2 separate regions of the Triticum aestivum genome follow, and region 2 is linked to region 1. Evidence: chromatin contacts called from public Hi-C data. All regions are on one chromosome and are shown on one strand. Each heading gives the region's core, a stretch centred on a gene start, on an enhancer-like site or on the middle of the called end of the contact. The rest is flanking DNA. Distances are from core to core; before and after follow the strand shown.

Region 1 (6,036 bases), core at 2,543-5,042:
GTCTCGTACCTGTGATAATTTATGTTCCCGAACTATTGTACTCTTGACTGCAATATAAGCCCTGTATGTGACGTCGCTCAGACGTCCGACTGCGGCGTGTCTTTTGTTTCTTACTTTAAATATAAGCCCTTTATGTGATGTCGCTCAGACGTCCGACTGTGGCACGCACTGCCTTTTATTTTCTGTTATAAGCCCTTTATGTGATGTCGCTCAGACGTCCGACTGTGGCATTATTATTATTCTTGCATTTTCCGCTCGAGGAGTCATTCAGACACTCGTTTGGCACCAGTATTATTATTCTTGCATTTTCCGCTCGAGGAGTCATTCAGACACTCGTTTGGCACCAGTATTATTATTCTTGCATTTTCCGCTCGAGGAGTCATTCAGACACTCGTTTGGCACCAGTATTACTATTCTCGCAGTTTCCTCTCGAGGAGTCATTCAGACCCTCGTTTGGCACCAGTATTACTATTCTGCAGTTTCCGCTCGAGGAGTCATTCAGACACTCGTTTGGCACCAGTATTACTATTCTGCAGTTTCCGCTCGAGGCGTCATTCAGACCCTCGCTTGGCACCCAGTATTTATTATCGCTATGTCTGAACGCACTGGATAAATTGTTCATATGCTTCATGTTTACACTTGTTATATCTTATGTCCGAACTGTCATGCGAGTACTTTCATAGTACTCACCTGGCTTGTTGATTTGGCCAGATGTTGACGAAGGCGATCTCTTGGATGAAGAGTTTGATGGCGCGTCCGACGCCTAGAGGAGTCCCAGTCAGTCCTGTGCGATCCCGGATATTGGTCACATGTATTATTTACGCTTCCGCCACCCGCAATAAGTCTCCTCGAGCCTCACTCCGACGCTCGATGAGCTGTAGTCTTCAGGAGTCATATCACTCGCTTCGCGGTGATATTTCCACCACCGTTATTATCGTGAGTTAGTAGTATGCCACCCTATCCGCCGTCTTGTTTTATCGACGTGCATGTAATAGATTGTTGGGCAGTCTCCGCTCAACCTTGTATTATATTTAGTACTCCTGGTATTTTTCTTCTGTGACCAAGATATTGTCTACCAGTGAGAAAGAATTCTTCCTTACTGGTCTGTAAACGGGATTGGTCTCTCAATAATTATTTTATTGAAAAACCGGTCGTGACACATGATCAGTACAGAGACATTACGTCTGTGACAAATAGACCGAAAGATTCGACATCTACTACTATTACTCCACTCCGAGAGATCTTCTATGCTTGCCTCTCTACATACTAGGTTCATGACAAACAGAGTAATGCTTTAAGCACGATGACGTAATGTAGACAAAATAAGAACAACTAATATGATCAAACCCCATCGTTTTATCCTTAGCAGCAACAAAACAAATATATGCCTCGCTATCCCTTTTGTCAAGAGGTGAGGACACCTCAAGATTGAACCTACTGCTATGCACCACTTTTACAGAAGATCTAATCAGCAACTTGACCAAAGATAACTCATAGATCAGAAAGTATTACATAGCTATAATAATCACACATAATAAAGTTCAGAAATAAGTCAATTACTTTCAATGAATAATCTGAATATAAACCCACAATTCATCGGATCCCAACAAACACATTGCATAAAAAGATTACATCATATCGATCTCTGAAGAGAACATTGTATTGAAGATCAAAGAGAGAGAGAGGGAGAGATAGAGAGAGATCTAGCTACTGCTATGGACCCGTAGGTACTCACACATCATCGGGGAGGTAGCAAAGTTGATTTAGAGGCCCTCCATTATCGACCCCCCTCCGACAGAGTACCGGCGAGGCCTCCAGATGAGATCACGGGAGAACAGAGTCTTACGGTGGTGGAATGATTGTTTCGGGTCTCGCTCTGACGGTTTCTAGATTTTGGGAAATTTATGGGCTTGGAATTAGGTCAAACAGAGTTGCGAGGGGGCCACAAGCTCGTGTGGAATTGATCAATTGAAGGCAAGTGTTTTCCAAACAAATATAAAGAAGTTCTTTTTGTTATATAGCTATATTTACCCTTGACGTCTAGAATAGTTGAAAAACTAGCGATAATCTTTCCTACACATTTTTGTCTAGTAGTATAATCCTTCCTACACGTTTGTGCAATACTAACAACACCATGTAAACAAATAACATATGATGCAGCAGATGAGATTACATATGAGAAAAGATCTATCTAAGGGAATGTCAAAAGTGCATAGATCCCTCATGTACTTAACAAATCTTGTATTTCAAGTAGTTGCAACCCATGGTCTATCTTTCCTAAGCATGCAACGCTTCCACATCAACAAATCATGCATGTCCGCCACGTCATTAATCTATCATCTCACTAACTATTTTCCATGCATACAACCTTCCACATCAACAAATCATACATGGCTGCCAAACCACTAGTCATCACATCATAATTAGGTCTTACAATTATCCAATTGACCTAATTATTCATCTTTTCAGCCTACCACCCTGCGGCAACGCATGGGTTATCTTCTAGTATTACCAACACATGAGCCACCATAAGCATAAGGTGAATTAAACACCAGTGAATGCCTCAACACATCCGCCTCCTAACCCCAGCCGCTACCATAGCTTCCACCACCACCTTGGTCCCCCTTCTCTTCCCCGTCCGACGGCCTCGTCGGCCGCAAGAGGAGTGGGGACCCGCCCGTCTCATTTTCTCCTTAGGTTTTTGATTCTTCGGCGACATCGACGAGGTGGTGGCGACGATGGTGTGGTGGAATAAGATCTCTTTGGTCTCTCCCTACCTCAACGACATCCGATTCGCTGCCGACGAAGAGCCTGTGAGAGTTTGTGTCCCCAGATCTGTCGGTTCCCTTTGGATCTTGGCAATTCGTGTGTATTTCAAGGAGAGCTTTTAGCCGACTATTGGTGTGGCGACTACAACATCTTCTGTGTTGTTCTATGGCTTGACCCGGTTTCTCCAACCTTTTGTGCTTGTGGTGATGGATTACAAGCCTGTTTTGCATGGGGTGATGCTCCAGCCGATGCCGCTTCAACGATTTTTAGATCTTGTCTCAAGCGGAGAGTGGCTATTGCGATCTTCAAAGCCTGGCGTGGTGAGGGCGCTCGCAAGTACCACTTTTCTTTGTTGTTGGTTCATGGCAATTTTCAATAGGCAACATACAATCAGAGGAGGAAGAAGACCAGTATGATTTTTAATATAATTTTATTATTTGCTAGCCGTTCTATATCCAATTGTCTAACCATTCTATTGACCTTTGTTTTTCTCAATATTCCAATCTAGGATACCCTTTAGTGTCTTTATAGTAAAAAAGACACATGAGCCACCATGAGTACCAAGGACACATCAAGCATCAGTGATAGTAGTTCGAACTACAAAAGCACACTATGAGAGGGAATTGGGGGAGGCATTGGGTGCTATCATAGGATGTCCAGATTGGTGACAGAGTCGAGGCTACCCAAGCCGTCATCGACAAGGAGGGATACGAGACGGACAAAGGAGATCTCCTCATCGGTGAGGGCGTGTGGCGATGGGGACCGGGGGGAAATTCACATCCGACGAGCCCCACCGAATGAGCGTCGTCGGCGATGAAAGAGAAACTATCGTTGAAACTCGTCGTTCCTTCTTGTAAAATTTTATGCTGCCTTCTATAAAACTAAGGTACACCATTGACGTACTCTTAAAAAAAACTTGTCGTTCCGGGCCAGGCTAAGACGCCGGGCCACCTTTCCACATGGGCCTCCTTTACACCCAGCCCAATGGACGTTTCTTCCTCCCAGCGCTGTTCAGAGTTTGCGTTCCCCTTTGTCCAACGCAAGTCAACTAAGTCACTTTCTCCATTAACGAGAAGCCCCAAACCGTCTCAAATCTCCATTAACGCGAAGGATGGACAACCCCCTCCCGCGGCCGCGCAGGCCCGTCGTCCTGATCGCCTCCTGCGCGCTGATCCTCCTCGCCACCGCCCTCCTCCTCCCGCGCGCTCCCGCCGTCCCGCCGCTGACCCCGGCCATTCGCCTCGACCCGCGGGTCGCGCGCAGGAGCGGCAACGAGGTGCTGTGGCAGCTCCCCCCAGGCCCGCCGCGCGCCGCCATGTTCATCGCCCCCGGATGCACCATCCGCGCCACCGACTTCTTCGACGCCTCCCCCGGCTGCCCGCGCTGCGCGGGGCTCCCCGAGGAGCGCCGGTTCACGCGCGAGGCGCTCCGCCGAGGCTACGCCGTCCTCGCCGTCTCCAGCCGCGCCGAGTGCTGGTCCCTCGACCCCGCCTCCGCCTCCGGCGACGGCAGCGAGCTCGCCGCCGTCAGTTCCATCATCGAATGGTGGGTCAAGGAGCAGCACCCCGAGCTCGGCGGCCTCCCGCTCGTCGGCATCGGCGCGTCGTCGGGCGGGTACTTCGTCTCCGCTCTGGCGGCGAGGGTCAGGTTCAGCAGCGTGGCCATCGTGATTGCCGAGGGCGTGTTCGCCGCCATGGAGGAAATCCCGCCCGGCTACCCGCCGGCGCTGTTCGTGCACATGCCCAGGGACGCCAAAAGGGCGCAGATGGTGGCGGCAAGCATAGGCAAGCTCAAGTCAACGCACGTTGATGTGCGGGAGATCCAGTGCGATGCCTTTGCCGTGAGTGCCGACTTCTTGGCGGCGAGGATACCGGGGTTGACCCCGACCGTCGCCGATGGCCTTGTGGACGTGCTTCGCCAGAAGTCGTTCTTGGATGAGAAGGGGTTTCTGAAGAACGATGGGAGGAGCACACCGTGGAAAGAGGCGGCGGAGGAAGCCAAGATCTTGCCGGAGGGGTTCCGGCTGGAGAGGCATGTCACGGAGGAGTTGAATATTGCATATGCATACCATGAATTTACCAGCCTGCAGAATGAGGAGATCTTCAAATGGTTCGATTCCCACATGGATCACAAGATTTGAAGACACATCATTTCTAGATGGCCAACTTGATGTCGGATTCATGGAGAGTTGCTGGTTTTGAGAGGATGCACCGTTATGATTCATGGGAGGTGGAAAGAAAGCACAATATTCTGTAAGGTTTATCCTCAAAGCTTGTAGTTTAACATAGCCTTATGGAATACGGTTTCTCACAGGGTCATGTTTTCCTTTGCCATTGTGGTTACTGCCTTATTGGTGTCACAAGCAAATGGGTGAACTGCCCTCATTATTGTTACTGTTGTAACTCATCCCACAGAAATGTGTGTTAATACTGTAGAAAACGATAGTATAACTTTTGATAAATTTATCCTCTCTGAGCAAGTCCTTTTTTGTGCAGCCACATTTTTCCGACTCCACTTGGATATCTTGTCATAGTGTTAGGTTCTGACTAACTTACAGTATATCTCTTTTGTGTTGAGTAGGATAACATTTTCTTTTGTAAGTATATAACTAATACAGAAGCCATGCTTAGTCAGTAGGGATGCAGGTGGACGTCCCTGCCGTTTCCGTGTCTGTCCGCGCCGGACCAAGATGTATGTACTAATCTCTGTTGCTGTAATATTCGTGCTAATGCTGAAATGATTAACGCGGACCTATTAGTCAGTCACTAGAAAAATTGATAGTCAATTTTGTTACGACTATTTGGTGTTCAAACTTCAAAGTAGTGCATCCGGAGATATGATCATTGCAGTTTTTTCTTTTATATGTAGTTATTACTCTGTTACTTGCAGTGTTATCTTGTATGTAAGTGGATAGTGTCAATTCATTGATAAACAATCAGTCAGCAGTTGAGCACCGACATCTGCAAAAAAATGTTTGAAATCACTTATCGGTAGCTATGTGCATCTACAGCAATAAACAACAAAAAAGAATGCTATTACTAAATTCGTCCATTTAACTGGACATTCAGATATTATTAATTACCTCTCACCCAACCTTACCTTTACCCAAGTAATGATCTTTGTTTCTTCCAGAAGCTCTTGATTTTGTTCCCAATTCATTTTTACACACCTTTTATCATATTTATTCTTACATATTTGTCCTTATGCACGATTCCATGTGTACTGGGATGGGGATAGAGGATGTGGATTGAGCTATTCGAGAGCAAT
Region 2 (6,036 bases), core at 1,838-4,337, 170 kb before region 1:
ACAGTTGAAACTTATGCAGGTAAACTTCAAATATTTAAAATTGATTGATGTCCCAAGTCTCAACAAATGCAATCCCCAGCTTGAGTTAATACAAGACCAAGCTGGTGATTACATAACCCCTGCGTGCTTTAATAAAAGATTTAACACATAACAGGACCATAAATGAAAAACAAATGCCCTGTTACATAGATGGACTGAACTTAATGTACTGCATTAAAGAAAGTATATGACATTAAGTCATCAACTACTTCCATCTAATGTTCTGCATTGTGCTTCATCGTGTTGTTTTACTGCCAACATATACGGAAACAAGGCTGTTTGACCTTTGTACAATAATGTATGCTAAAACAGAAAATCATGTTGTTGATTTCTCACCACCAGTTTTGTACAGTTATCCTGCAAGAAAATCTTTAAAACAGCAACTATAAATCCCGTAACCCAACTAAGCAGGGCAGTAGTCGGCACTATGAACTTAGCTCAACAGTTTCCAGCATGAAAATAAAACATAACTACGCCGTGTCAGCAATTTGACCAACAGCATGGTGCACCTTAGCAGAAACAAAGCATTCCAAACACCTAGCAGCATCAAATGGTGTCCACACCCAAAACATGTCTGACAAAAGGGAAACAGGGTTTTGATCCTAGGCTCCTAGCTCTAACAAATGCATACTAAACTGAAATGGTTATTATGTACATACCTGACTCCAAGTAAGCTAAATTAGTACTAGCATAATCAATACATCGCATGTATACACTACGTCATCGACTATGTGTCTACGTTGACAGTTCAAAACCATCATGTAATATACCCTAATTAAAGGCAGACATTTGTCGCCTTGTATACAATCTCTAAACATACACGATAGTATGCCATCAATGAATCATCATCGGAGAACCATCACAACAGTAACACTCCAAACCCACTATCCAACTAAGCAAGCCAGCAGCTAGTACGGTGAGCTCAGCTTAACGGCTTTTCATGCCAAAAATATAACAGTATAATAACTACTACATACCCCATGATTGGAACCATTCTTACTTGGCACATTAAGCAGAATCTGAGATTTCGAAGCACGTACAGAGTCAAGTGCTGCTCAGCCCAACTTATCCACTAGAGCTAAATCCGGCCACTGCAACCCCAAATTGTGTACCAAGCTTGACTAATTCCAGGATCTCATCGTCATACCACACTAGAATTCCTCAACACCATGGCTGGTGATTACATACCCACTGTGTGCCATTGCATTAAAAAAAGGTATAGGACATCAACTTCTTTCATCTAATGTTCTGCATTGTGTTTCATTACGTTGTTTTACTTCCAACATATAGAGAAACAAGACTGTTTGACGGTTTGACCTTTGTAAAACAACATGCTGACGCAGAGAAATCATGTTGTGTTCCCTCGCGTCAATTTTGTGCATTTATCCTGCAAGAAAATCTTTACAACAGCAAGACACTAAATTTTATAACCCAACTAAGCAGGGAGTAGTCAGTACTATGAACCTTTTTTTTGCGGCTGAGTCAGTACTATGAACTTAGCTCAACAGTTTGCAGCGGAAAAAACAGAACCTAACTACTCCGTGTCAGCAAATTGACCAACAGCATGGTGCACTGAGAAGAAACGAAGCATTCCAAACAACTAGCAGAATCAAATGTTGTCCACACATAAAACATGTCTGATGAAAGGGAAGCAGGGTTCTTTGATCCTAGCTCTAACAAACTCATACTAAACTGAAATGGTTATTATGTAGTACATATCTGGCTTCAAGTAAGCTAAATTAGTACTGGCAAAATCAATACATGACATGTATGCGCTACGTCATCGACCACGTGTCGACTACCCATTCATAAAAGGATAACATGAATCTGCAACAGTACATTGATGGTACAAAACCGTCACATAATAAAGGCAACCATTTGTTTGTTGGCTTGCAAACTAAAAACCGACATACTATACACCCTAATTATACACGCAAGAACAAAATATCACATACAACAAAATACCGGCGCAACCTCAAGACATACACGGTAGTAGCATCGATGCATCGTCATCATCCGAGATTGAGAACCATCACAACAGTAACATTCCAAACCCGCTATCCAGCTAAGCAAGGCAGTTGCTAGTATGATGAGCTCAGCTTAGCGGCTTTTCGCGCCAAAGGTGGAACAATACAATAACTGCTCCATACCCAGTGACTGGAACCATTTTTACTTGGTGCATTGAGCAGAATCTGAGGATTGGAAACACCTATAGAACCAAGGACTCTCCTCATCCCAATTTATCCATCAGAGCTAAATCAGGCCACTGCAGCCCCAAATTGCATAGCAAGCTCGACTAATTCGAGAATCTCATTGTCTAAAAATAACAATTCGAGGATCTAAAGCAACATTTGAGGTCATACCACGATAGAAACCCTCAAGACCATGGCTGGTACAGCTACCGCTGCGCTGCGCGCCCCGCTTCCTCGCAGGCGGCGCCCACCCCAAAATTCACCCCAAATCTAGCAGCTACAAACCCCTAGCACCAGAACCCCGAGCTCGAGCCGCTCCAACCGAGCTCAAACCCCCTCGATCGAGCTCGGGGGCGCGAGATCTACTCCGGGCGAACGCGGCAGCAGCAAGTAAAATTGGAGGCGGAGAGGCGGGATCGGATCGGTACCTCTCCTTGCGCTCCTGGATGTTCTTCATGTGGGAGCGGTAGTGGTTCTCGATGAACTTCTTGGCGGCGGCGACGCGCTCCATGGTGAGGGTGGACGCCTCCCCCTCCCCCTCGCCCTCCTCCGCCACGGCGGCGAGCGGCTCGGCGACGGCCACCGCAGCCGCCGGGACCGCGTCCGACATCTCGCTCTCCATCCCGCCCGCGACGACCAACCAGCCTCCCCGCTCGCTGGCTGCCGCTGCTGCCGCCTACACCTCTCGCTGTCCCCGGGGGGCCTTTTGCTGCGTCCCTTTGCTGCGCTGGGTCTCTCTCGGGTCGGCGGCCTCCGCCTGTCGCTGTGCGCGCCGGGTATATATACGGCCGTCGTCTGACCGCGCCGGCACGGGGTGGCTGATTGAGCAGCAGCGGGGGATTGACGGGGCGGGTTTGGTGTGGTGTGGTGGCGGGGGCTTTAACTCAACTCCGTCGCACGGACAGCTGCGCATGGGAACAGCTCGGATTTTTTTTCCCCTCTCTCTCTCTTTTCTTTTTGCCACTTTTGAATGGGTTTTGTCTCCGCTTGGTGTGATTAGCTCTACTCTGTCGTGCCGCATGCTGTACACAACTACTAGGAGTATATATCTCTGCGTACGTAGCTGTACACACGTTGGTACCACGTAGAAAAGGGAAGGGCTTGGCTGGCTCTTGTCTAGGTGCTTTCCCCTTGAGGCTTCAGATGGATGGATGGATGGATAAACGCCGCTGACCATCTTCCATTTCCAAGTTCTTTTTTTTTTCTCTCTGTCTTCGAGCTTCTCTTGTGTTTCAGCACACGGCGTGCTCGCTACCCAATAAGTAAAAAGTAAAAGTACTCTCCTCCATACATATTTATTGTCCCCGATTTAGTCTGATTTAGTATAGTATCACGTTTTATGTTTTGAAATTGAGGTAGTACTGGGGAGGTGTCCCATGGGTCGAATTACTGCGACCTTTGGCTGAGATGCTACCTGCTATGATGATGATCTTCTGATGGATGGATGAGTGCGTATACATGATGATGAAATCGTCGTTGGAGAAACTAAAAATACGTACTAAAATCAGGCCCGATATGCATACGGAGACATCCATCGGGGACTGACAAGAGTAGTAGAAGCTCCGTGCATGTCGCGGTCCTAGCCATGTCCGGCTGCCCAGTTGGGTAGGTCGATCCGCCGTATTAGGTCCACGCGAGAAGCCCCAGGCAGGCTAGCTGCAGGGTCCGGAGTCAGATCAGCCCGCGCCACGCGGCGTGTACTCACGGGCCAGGTGAGAAAGTGACGGCGAGTGGTACGTGGTCGCGTCGACCGGCCGGGGTCACTGTTGAATGAACGGAGGCGAGCAGCTTCTGGAATCTGGATCATCACGGCTTCACGCGCGCGTTTTGTACGTACCGTACGGTGCAGCAGTCCGGCCAAGTAACAGATCGAGTGTTGAATGCTGACCCAGCACGGTGAACTGGTCGTGGGTCGCGACGCGGTGCATGACATTTGCCACACAAATTTTAGTACTGCTAGTAATTTATTTATTTTTCTTCGATAAGATTAACACACATATGTCCACTTGGACAGATCCGACGTACCCCAATCGGCCAACGTCGTCTCCGTCCAGCTAGTCGCATCTGCAGCTGCAGCCACCAGGGTCTCCTCGTCAATCAACGGCGATGCCTAAGCTCGCACGCGATGACAGGACAGCAAGGCGTACTTGCGCCAGTGATCCGCTGGCCTAGTTGACGAAGAAAACTACGGCATCATTATTTACTTATAAATAAACATAAATAAATATCTCGATCGATCGATCGATGGATGGATGGATCTGCGGGTGATGCGTGGCAAGGTGGCATGTTGGGGCGCGGCGGCAAAATAATGGGGGCCTCCAGCCTGGGGCAGGCACAAATGCAAATGCATGCACATACGCACGCAGGGGGCGGATCGACATCTGACCGATCTGAATACACGCGGCCGCGCGCATGCCCAGCTCGGATGCCAGGCTAGGTCGCCACGCACACCCCATTTCTTTATCTATCTACATGCATCCCTCCCCGGCCGCCTGTGCCAGTGCTGCCAGATCTCGGCGTGCACCTGGCCTGGCCCTGGCCTCCTCTCCTCTCTTGGATTCCATTTCGACACATCCAACCCCCAACGTGCTTAAACTATGCACTTGTACTGCGCCTGTGTGGTATTCTTCCTTGTCTGTCTTGTCTGGACGTGGTGGTATATCATCACTGGCAACGTACCGCTGATGCTCGCTGGTTGGGATCGGAGGGGAGGAAGTTACGGTGTCGCGGTCGTCGCATTCGGCTTGCGTCGCTGGTTTTTTTTTTCCGACACCGGCGTGCGTGCGTGCGTCGCTGGTGTTTACTTACTGGTGAACCGTGACAGTAACGGATTAGCTATAGCTTAGCTTTTTTTCGATAACAGCTATAGCTTAGCTGTTTGCCACTCCCTTCGATCAGCAAGGTGCGTACGTTTCAGCCCATATAAATGGGACTAGAAGGTCACGTGCGCCTTGCCGCGCCGTCTTATTTACATCCGGTATTAAGATTAATGTTAGTTAAATGTTTATATTTGTATCCGCAGCTTGCAAACTCAGGCGCCGCCTCCCAAGAACCCTATCTTTCTGCCTCCCACCGGCGCCGGCGCCGGTCCGTCCCGTCTCCGGTGTGAAGAAAATATGCCCTAGAGGCAATAATAAAGTTATTATTTATTTCCTCATATCATGATAAATGTTTATTATTCATGCTAGAATTGTATTAACCGGAAACATAATACATGTGTGAATACATAGACAAACATAGTGTCACTAGTGTGCCTCTACTTGACTAGCTCGTTGATCAAAGATGGTTGAGTTTCCTAGCCATGGACATGAGTTGTCATTTGATTAACGGGGTCACATCGTTAGGAGAATGATGTGATTGACTTCACCCATTTCGTTAGCTTAGCGCTTGATTGTTTAGTTTACTGCTATTGCTTTCTCCATGACTTATACATGTTCCTATGACTATGAGATTATGCAACTCCCGAATACCAGAGGGACACTTTGTGTGCTACCAAACGTCACAACGTAACTGGGTGATTATAAAGGTGCTCTACAGGTGTCTCCGATGGCGTTCGTAGAGTTGGCATAGATCGAGATTAGGATTTGTCACTCCGATTGTCGGAGAGGTCTCTGGGCCCTCTCGGTAATGCACATCACTATAAGCCTTGCAAGCAATGTGACTAATGAGTTAGTTGCGGGATGATGCATTACGGAACGAGTAAAGAGACTTGCCGGTAACGAGGTTGAACTAGGTATTGAGATACCGACGATCGAATCTCGGGCAAGTAACATACCGATGACAAAGGGAACAACGTATGTTGTTA

The links. A called contact is a pair of places that touch in the nucleus more often than the background predicts.
Region 2: a contact with region 1 is called in a Hi-C map of leaf, with 7 times the contacts expected there. The contact joins the promoter of LOC123077465 here to the promoter of LOC123077460 in region 1. A contact is called at or near these places in 1 of 5 Hi-C or Micro-C datasets (leaf) and 1 of 1 datasets of contacts at active chromatin or transcription factors (leaf).

What each region holds. Positions count from the first base shown.
Region 1 is chr3D:66,456,763-66,462,798 of IWGSC CS RefSeq v2.1, reverse strand. LOC123077460 reads left to right here and starts at 3,792. Exons shown (of 4, transcript XR_006436656.1): 1 at 3,792-5,021; 2 at 5,404-5,460.
Region 2 is chr3D:66,627,126-66,633,161 of IWGSC CS RefSeq v2.1, reverse strand. It overlaps LOC123077465 (serine/threonine-protein kinase tricornered), which reads right to left and starts at 3,087. Exons shown (of 13, transcript XM_044499739.1): 1 at 2,660-3,087. The coding sequence starts at 2,853.